Linked DNA regions of Sus scrofa: all the other regions are linked to region 1. Evidence: chromatin contacts called from public Hi-C and HiChIP or PLAC-seq data. All regions are on one chromosome and are shown on one strand. Each heading gives the region's core, a stretch centred on a gene start, on an enhancer-like site or on the middle of the called end of the contact. The rest is flanking DNA. Distances are from core to core; before and after follow the strand shown. Region 1 has its middle 18 kb from the start of MYSM1. Region 2 has its middle 220 kb from the start of FGGY. Region 3 has its middle 200 kb from the start of FGGY.

Evidence for each region. A called contact is a pair of places that touch in the nucleus more often than the background predicts. HiChIP or PLAC-seq counts read pairs in DNA pulled down with a chosen protein or histone mark.
Region 2: a contact with region 1 is called in an H3K27ac HiChIP or PLAC-seq map of alveolar macrophages. The contact joins two enhancer-like sites. A contact is called at or near these places in 2 of 47 Hi-C or Micro-C datasets (blood and fibroblasts) and 1 of 2 datasets of contacts at active chromatin or transcription factors (alveolar macrophages).
Region 3: a contact with region 1 is called in a Hi-C map of alveolar macrophages, with 1.8 times the contacts expected there. The contact joins two enhancer-like sites. A contact is called at or near these places in 4 of 47 Hi-C or Micro-C datasets (alveolar macrophages, blood, embryonic fibroblasts and 1 more) and 1 of 2 datasets of contacts at active chromatin or transcription factors (alveolar macrophages).

What each region holds. Positions count from the first base shown.
Region 1 is chr6:153,735,989-153,738,703 of Sscrofa11.1, forward strand. No RefSeq gene overlaps it. Among named protein-coding and RNA genes, the nearest start is that of MYSM1, 18 kb to the right of the region's middle. Within about 2 kb of position 1,388, at least 11 of the 83 cell types and tissues checked have an H3K27ac peak or open chromatin away from gene starts, as enhancers often do. A contact at or near this core is called in alveolar macrophages, where this site is marked.
Region 2 is chr6:153,432,923-153,435,622 of Sscrofa11.1, forward strand. No RefSeq gene overlaps it. Among named protein-coding and RNA genes, the nearest start is that of FGGY, 220 kb to the left of the region's middle. Within about 2 kb of position 1,424, at least 34 of the 83 cell types and tissues checked have an H3K27ac peak or open chromatin away from gene starts, as enhancers often do. A contact at or near this core is called in alveolar macrophages, where this site is marked.
Region 3 is chr6:153,415,237-153,417,936 of Sscrofa11.1, forward strand. No RefSeq gene overlaps it. Among named protein-coding and RNA genes, the nearest start is that of FGGY, 200 kb to the left of the region's middle. Within about 2 kb of position 1,340, at least 5 of the 83 cell types and tissues checked have an H3K27ac peak or open chromatin away from gene starts, as enhancers often do. A contact at or near this core is called in alveolar macrophages, where this site is marked.

The sequences.
Region 1 (2,715 bases), core at 138-2,637:
TCTGCAATTAGGTCTCCCCAAGCTCTTCCTTTCATGGAATGTGTTTCTTTCCTCAGTACCAAAATTACAGGTCTTCATCTAATAAGTGGACAAAATAATACCAAAGTTATAGGACTACTAGGGCTAAATTAGATAAGACACATAAATCTTACAATCTCATCACAATTCTCATTTGCCTTATCCTAAAATTGAACGTGCTTCCACCAGAGTTCTTTTTTTTTTTTTTTTTTTTTTTTTGTCTTTTTGCTATTTCTTTGGGCCGCTCCCGCGGCATATGGAGGTTCCCAGGCTAGGGGTCGAATCGGAGCTGTAGCCACTGGCCTATGCCAGAGCCACAGCAACGCGCGATCCGAGCCGCGTCTGCAACCTACACCACAGCTCAAGGCAACGCCCGATCGTTAACCCACTGAGCAAGGGCAGGGACCAAACCCGCAACCTCATGGTTCCTAGTCGGATTCGTTAACCACTGAGCCACGACGGGAACTCCCCACCAGAGTTCTAATCACTCTGTGTCTGTCATGTGTCTCTCCTGTTCACACAGTTACACAGTCTTGTGTGTGTCTTAGGGAGGATGGGTCCACAGCATGTGCGGGGAGTCTGCCATAGGCCAGGCCTGTCAGATGTGTGCTTTTGATACATGATCTCCTTGGATCTTCCCCCAGACTCTAAAGAGACATGGAATCGCCATCCCAAGATGAGAACACAGATGCTATGAAAGGTCAAGGACCTTAACCAGGTGTGATGCCATATTCTTTGCATCACTCTGTAGCCTAACTGAGGCCAAAGCAGGTGTCCAATAAATGTCAAAGAATGCTACTACAGATGACGAAGCCCCTCCTCTGAGGCTGCATGTTCTCTACGTTCAGCACTTGAGGGCAAACACTCAGGGGCCGAATTGCCTTGGCTCTTTCCCTTTCCAGATCTCTGCCTTTGGTAAGTTCTTAACCACTCTGTGCCTCAGTTTAAATCACCTGTAAAATGGAAATCATAACAGCATCTACCTTATAGTATTGTTTGTTTTGAGAATAAAATAAATTTGAATATGTAGATTGTTTTGTATAGTGTCTGGCATATAGTAAATGCTCATTAAATGTCTCTCTTAAATAATTAGAGCAGAGCCCCTGCCCAGTAGCACCACTGGAAAGACTCAGGAAACTGCCCATTGAGCTGTGGTAGGTCCAGGCCTTAAGAGCCTGCAGATACTTGGATGCTGTTGCCAGTAGGAAACAAGGCCCGTTTCCAGCTGTAACAGCCTCACAGTTGACAAAGGGATGTTTTACTCTCTCATTTCCTTCACAAGTCATTTTACTCTCTTTCCAAGGCTTTAGGGCAACTGTTGTTTCAATAGGAAGCTCTCTGGAGCCATGAGTCAACAGTTGCTCATCCCAGGAGGTGATTCACACACCAGAGCGTGTGGTCTACAAATGGTGTGGGGGTGGTACCTCTGGGGGAGAGATTGATGTGCCCCCAGATGAGTTGTTTGCGATCATAGGCTTCTCACAAGCAGACGTGAGAACAGATGCACCAATTAATTTCTCATCATGTCCCCTTCACACTCCTCCGGAAGGGGCACAAATGCTCCAAAAGATGTTGAACTTGGGCTTGGGAACAGTCATTTCCTCTGTCCCACAGGCCTTTTCACAATGAGGGCGGGTTAGAGTCAGAAGACGGAACTAGATATTTGGATGGTTCCACGATGTGTGTTACTCATATTAGGGTAAGCTGAGAAGATTCCTGAGTAGCTGACTGGAGAGGGGTTTTGGAGCCGAAGGCAGTTTCAGTGGGGTGAGAGTCTTGCCCTTCGATTTTCACTTGATAATAAAAATGTTCAGGTAGAAAAATTGATCAAGCTGTTACGTATTTGTCTGTTTCTTCCACTAGATCATGCACATCCCAGGGATACTAAATCTTACTCTGCATCTCTAAGAGTTAGGACTAGGAGTCCTGCATTGACCATGTGCCAAAACACCTGCATCTGAATCTGAGTTCCAGACAAGCTGCTTAACCTCTCATTTCTGTAGTTTTCTCTCCTATAATATGGAGACTAGATAATTCCAGCCCAATAGGGTTGTCAAAACATTAATTGATCTAATGCAGTGCTACTAAGAGTGGGATCCGTGGATCGTAGCTCCTCTGCAAATTGTTACCAGTCCTTGGTCAGTTGTGTACAAAAAGTGAAAGTAATCTCTTGGAAGCTTTTATAGCAACTGCACATTTCAGCAATAGTTTTATTATCTTTAATGAAAGTATCAGCTCACAGTAGTTAACATTTTTTTTAAATCCAGTCCATCAATATAATTTGAGAACTACTAATAGAATCTAATCTTACAATGGAGATGTGTTCAAGCATTTACTTTTCAAAATGTATATCATTTTATCAGAAACATCTTCCTGTAGATATAAGACCAGATACTCTTCAAGGAAAACATAGGCCAAACACTCTCTGACATAAACAACAGCAATACCTTATCAGATCCACCCCTTAGAGTAATGACAATAAAAATAAAAATAAACAAATGAGACTTAATTAAACTTAAAAGTTTCTGCACAGCAAAGGAAACCATAAACAAAACAAAAAGACAACCCACAGAATGGGAGAAAATATTTGCAAATGAAGTGACTGACAAGGGATTAACCTCTAAAATTTATGAATACCTCCTATCACTCAATACCAAAACAAAACAAAACAAAACAAAACCATCAAAAAATGGGCAG
Region 2 (2,700 bases), core at 174-2,673, 300 kb before region 1:
TCTTTGATATACCAAAGCACTCCAAGCCTTCCAGACAGTGGGACTACTGCACATCCTCTCCCTCGATGGTATGTGCTTTCCAGCTCTACTTTCCAGTAAATACCTGCACCTTCTCCCTAAGATGTGCAGAGTATCTTTTATTTTCCCTTTTAGATCTATACTCCAGCTTTCTCCATTTGCTCTGTGCCCAGGAGGTTGGCCCATGGAGATGGCATTAGTGGATTCTTCACCAATCAGGAGCTTCAGAAGGAGAGAGGGAATGAGTTCCTCGTTGTAAGTCCTCTGGACCTGGCCATGACCCTTGCTGCTCCTCTTAAGGTGGTTGGCTCTGCAGGACTCTCACTCCCCTTGTGGCAAATGTTTGGCAACTACTAAGCTCCTGTTTCTCCCTTGTGATTCTTCCACATCTGTAGCTTTGCAGATAAGCCCTCCTCTGAATACACTAAGTGGATGGGCCATTGAGACCCTGACTGGTACACACTGACCCAGCGCAAACTCCAGGGAGCCCTTTGCAGGCACCTACCTGTTACATCACAGTGCTGTCTGTCTGCTTCCTTCTCTGCCCCACCAGATTGCTTCATTTCACTTTGTTTTAAGTTGCCCACCCACATTTAGTGATCAGCCACTGCACCCTGGGCTGTGGTCTAGAATTTGCAGATTCTGGTTAATAGATGATCATTCCCGACCTTGAAGATGCCCTCTCTCTAGTGCCGGAGATAAGGCCTGGGCCCTGTTTGTAGCTCTGCACCCAGGACAAGTTCAGAGTCTGCTCATGTTCAAATCCCAGCTCTAGCACTGACGAGCAGTGTGATCTAAACAAGTTCACCTCTCAGAGCCGCAGTTTCCTCATCCATAAATGGAAATAACAGCAGCTACCTCAGAGAGTGCTTGTAAGGAATAACGAAGCACTCCGTAAGTGTCCTTATTATTATTACAGCAGGTGCTTAGTTAGTACACATTAAATGATGACTGAATTCATTATCTCATTTGAGCTCTACAGCAAACCTTCTTCCATCCTTCCCTGCTATATGAATTCCAAAGAGACAGCAAGGGAATTCTTTTTTCCTATTTCACAGAAGAAGGAATTGGGAGTGAGTGAATGAAGGAAGGAATAGCTAATCCACTCTGGGAGGAAGGATTCCCCACTTCCTCTCAGAGGCTATAGCTCGGCTGTTTGTCTGAAGAGCCTGGAGCCCTGTGCCCGGGAGAAGTGATCCTGGCTTTCTCTCCAGCTTTCCAGCTCTGGGGGACGGTGCCAAGGGCTCACCTCGGTTCAGTTTCTGTCTAACCCAGTCTGGGTGCAGGTACTTCTGGACTTTGTAAACACTGGGCCTCTGGGCTCTGCCCCAGAAGCCCCCAGCTTCCCAGAACTGGTGGCCCCAGTTCCTGTTCAGCTGCTGCTTTTTCTGTAAGGCCCCTGCAAGCCTCACTGCCCCTTCTGGTAAGTGCAGGAGCCAGGAGGGAGGTTCCACTTTCACATTCGCTACCACACCCACAGGAGGGAGATTTCTCAGTGTGGAGGGGAAATTTCCTTTCTCTTTAGGCCTAACCTCAAGCTCGTCATTTTTTTCTGGACGTGCTTAATTTTCTACTGAGGCTCAGGGCTCTCCCCCCTGCCCACAGCCTCCCTAGATCACAACTTGACTCTGCTGCAGAGATAAGAGAGAACTGTCACCCTGCTGAGCCCCTGCCACAGGCCTGTCCTGGGCTCCAGGGTGCTTTCCATGCCTCCTGATGTGCGCCTTCCCTTGCCCCTATTTTACAGACGTGGGGACTGAGGCTCAGGGCGATGGAATGGCTAGTGTTGGAATGTTCATGTGGGACAACCTGCCCCTTAGAACTTTAGAAGCAGTTGGATGTGGCCACAGAAAGGGAGTCCCCAAATGGAATTAATCTTGGCTGCTCTATCATGTGCTCAGCACTGTTACTTTGCTTCCTGTAATCTGCATGTTTATTTGTGTCCATATTTGTCTCTCCTACTTGACCGTCCCTCCTGAAGGGCAGAGAAGGTGACTCACTCCTGTTGTCCCTGGCCCTGGTGGACACCCTAAGGCAGGAAGGATCTTCTGGTCTGAGATGTGAAAGCAAAGCCAGTGTGTCTGGTGGTGGAGAGTTAGTGGAGGGGAAATACAGGGCAAGGCTGGAGAAAAAAGCAAGACCAGATCACAGAGGACCCTGTAGGCCATGGTGAGGGATCTGCGTTTAATTTTAAGGGCAAAAGGAAGCCACTTAAGGCTTTTGAACAGGGTCCTTACATGTTACAACCAAGTAATCTGGCTGTAGTGTGGAGAACAGATTGGAAAGTAACCGTTGAAGCTCAGTGAGGAGCTGTCCCAGGAGATCAGGCATGAAATGGGGGGGGGGGGGTCTCTCCAGGTCAGGGCTTCTCAGACTGGAAGACCCGTTAAAAGTACAGTTTGCTGGCCTCACCCTAGAGTTTCAGATTCAGTAGATCTGGTTGGGGGTGAGGTGATGCTGAGAATTTGTATTTCTACCAAGGTCCCTCGTGATGTAGATGGTACTTGTCCCCGAGGACCGCTGGGGCTTTGGAAAGAGGAAAAAAAGGATGAGTTAAGAGACAGTCTTGGAGTTCCCGTCATGGCGCAGGGGAAATAAATCTGACTAGGAACCATGAGGTTGTGGGTTCAATCCCTGGCTTCACTCAGTGGATTAAGCACCTGGCATTGCCGTGAGCTGTGG
Region 3 (2,700 bases), core at 90-2,589, 320 kb before region 1:
TGAACATTTTATCTCCTTCTATAGCATAGAATATACTCATCAAATATTTGTGTGGAATGAACAGAAGAAATTTTAACTCACTCAAGGAGAATTAAAATGATAATGATTAAGTATGCTTAGCCGAATTTTCAGTTAATCGAGGATTTGTTAATAAAGATAGGGTCATGAATGCTTTACTTTGTGGGCAGAGTTTGAGAAGACAGACCTTGAATGTGAGATGAAAGAGATATATATCAAGTCTATTATTGATATATTGTACGTCATTAGGCAGGTGCTCAGCTTTTCTGGACACCATTATCTTCAACAGGGAAAGAATGATTCCTGCCATTCTCAAGAGATTAAATGAGATAATAGTCCTGAACAAAAATTGTAGTGACGGAGTTCCCGTCGTGGCTCAGTGGTTAACAAATCCTACTAGGAACCATGAGGTTGTAGGTTCGATCCTTGGTCTCGCTCAGTGGGTTAAGGATCCGGTGTTGCCGTGAGCTGTGGTGTAGGTTGCAGACGCGACTCGGATCCCATGTTGCTGTAGCTGTGGTGTAGGCCCGTGGCTACAGCTCTGATTAGACCCCTAGCCTGGGAACCTCCATGTAACGTGTGTGCGGCCCTAAAAGGACAAAAGACAAAAAAAACAATTGTAGTGAGATATGCAAATGTCAGCACTTATTATAATGGAGCATTCAAGGAAATGAAAGAGTAAAGATACCAAGTAACTGTCACCAGTGTTGAGGATGCTCTGTTGTCTCCCAGTTATAACCTCCCACAATCTGTTTCAGGACACTGGGCTGGGACTCTCCAAACCAAATGCCTCCTTTGCAGGTGAAAGACTTATATGTTGAGAACTATAAAACATTCATCAAGGAAATTAAAGAGAATGCAAAGAAATGGAAAGATATTCCATGCTCCTGGGTTGAAAAATTAATATTGATTGTAAAAATGGCCATACTACCCAAAGCAATCTACACATTCAATGCAATCCCTATCAACTTACCCATGACATTTTTCACAGAACTAGAACAAACAATCAAAACATTTATATGGAACTCGGACCTATGTCTGGTCACTTATGATGGAGCATGATAATGTGAGAAAAAAGAATGTATACATGTATGTGTGACTGGGTCACCTTGCTGTGCAGCAGGAAATTGACAGAACAGTGTAAATCAGGTATAATGGAAAAAATAAAAATCATTACAAATGCCTCCTTTGCCATCAGCTCCCTTTTAGGCTGTGCCAATAGGGGGTGCTAGAGAGAGACTGTAGGCCCAGCAGAGGAAGAAGAAACTTGTGCTTCCTGTTTTTGTCAGGATCACCCCAGCCTTGCCTCTTCAAGGCAGCAGCCATTCCTTCCAGTTGAATTCAAGTGGGGGGTTTCTGATTCTCAGAGAACCAGCTTTGCTGCATCATCGCAAGGACATCTCCTCTAGTTACTGGCACACCCAGGTCTGGGTTGCAGTCCCACAGAGCTCCTCCTCCAAGTGCAGAGACTTCTGCCCTAGTGGAGCCACACCTGCTGTGTTTAAATCCTCCAGACCCTGCATTCAAATTTCTACATTTATTTTTCATTTTTTAAAATTTTATTGAAGTATAATTGATTTGCAATGTTGTGATAATTTCTGCTGTATAACAAAATGATTCAGTTATGCATGTATTCACATCCATTCTTTTTCAGAGTCTTTTCCCATATAGATTATTAGAGAATATTGCATAGAGTTCCCTGTACTATATAGCAGATCCCTGTTAACTTCAGCCTCTTCTTTCGGTTCCCTCAGTGCTGGAGGTGGCAGCAGCTTCCTGCGGTTGTTACCTTCTGCTACTCTTTTTGCTGTTTTAGTTCTTTGACTCCTGGTTAACAGTCTTTATATTAAATTCTCTCTGTTAAGATAGCTGGTGTGCTTTCTGTCTCCCAACTGTACTTGAACCAATATTAGGCTGACATATTAGGCTAGCTTTGGAGAAGGAATAGGAGGAGAACATGGGTAGAAAAGAGATTAGGAACTCTGGTCGTCCTTTATAAAATCTCCTTGAAACATTCTAGAATGTTCCTGTGGTAAGCAGCGTCTAAGCCAGCATCCACTGATCCCTGCATCCTGACATGCTGACAGCCCTCATTGGAAATTCACTGTTTTCCCAAAAGGTGGCCAAAGTGTGGCACCAGATAGGCTTCCTTGGGTTCTTGAGGCAACACATTCCACATGAAGGAATCCTGCTTGGGCTCATATACTGGGTGACACAGAAAGATGTTGGTTTTAAATGGGGCCCAAAGCAGGACAGCTTCTCAGGAGATCTGAGCTGTAATGCAGTCAGCATGGCCCCTTGGTCCATGTGTCCTGTCAGATGATGTTGTGTAAACGTCACTGTGAATCTTACAGCATTTTGCAATGGGAGATTCACAGGGAGGCTCCTGCCATTCTGAAGGAAGGCACACATCTGCAGAGAGAATTATACAAAGAGATCATTAGTCTAACTTTGGTATTTTAAAAAAAGGGAGTGGGGAGCCACAAAGTGAAATTAGCAGAAGTGACAAAAACAAGAAACATCATGCCCACAATAGTTCAAATTATTCAGGAGATAGTTTAACCATTCCAGTACACATATTAATCAGAGGGACCTTGTTTATTTAGAGAGGCCAAATATTGAGCACATGGTAGGTGTTTAAAAAATAAATGCTATTGGGAGAGGATTCTCAGGGCTACCTGA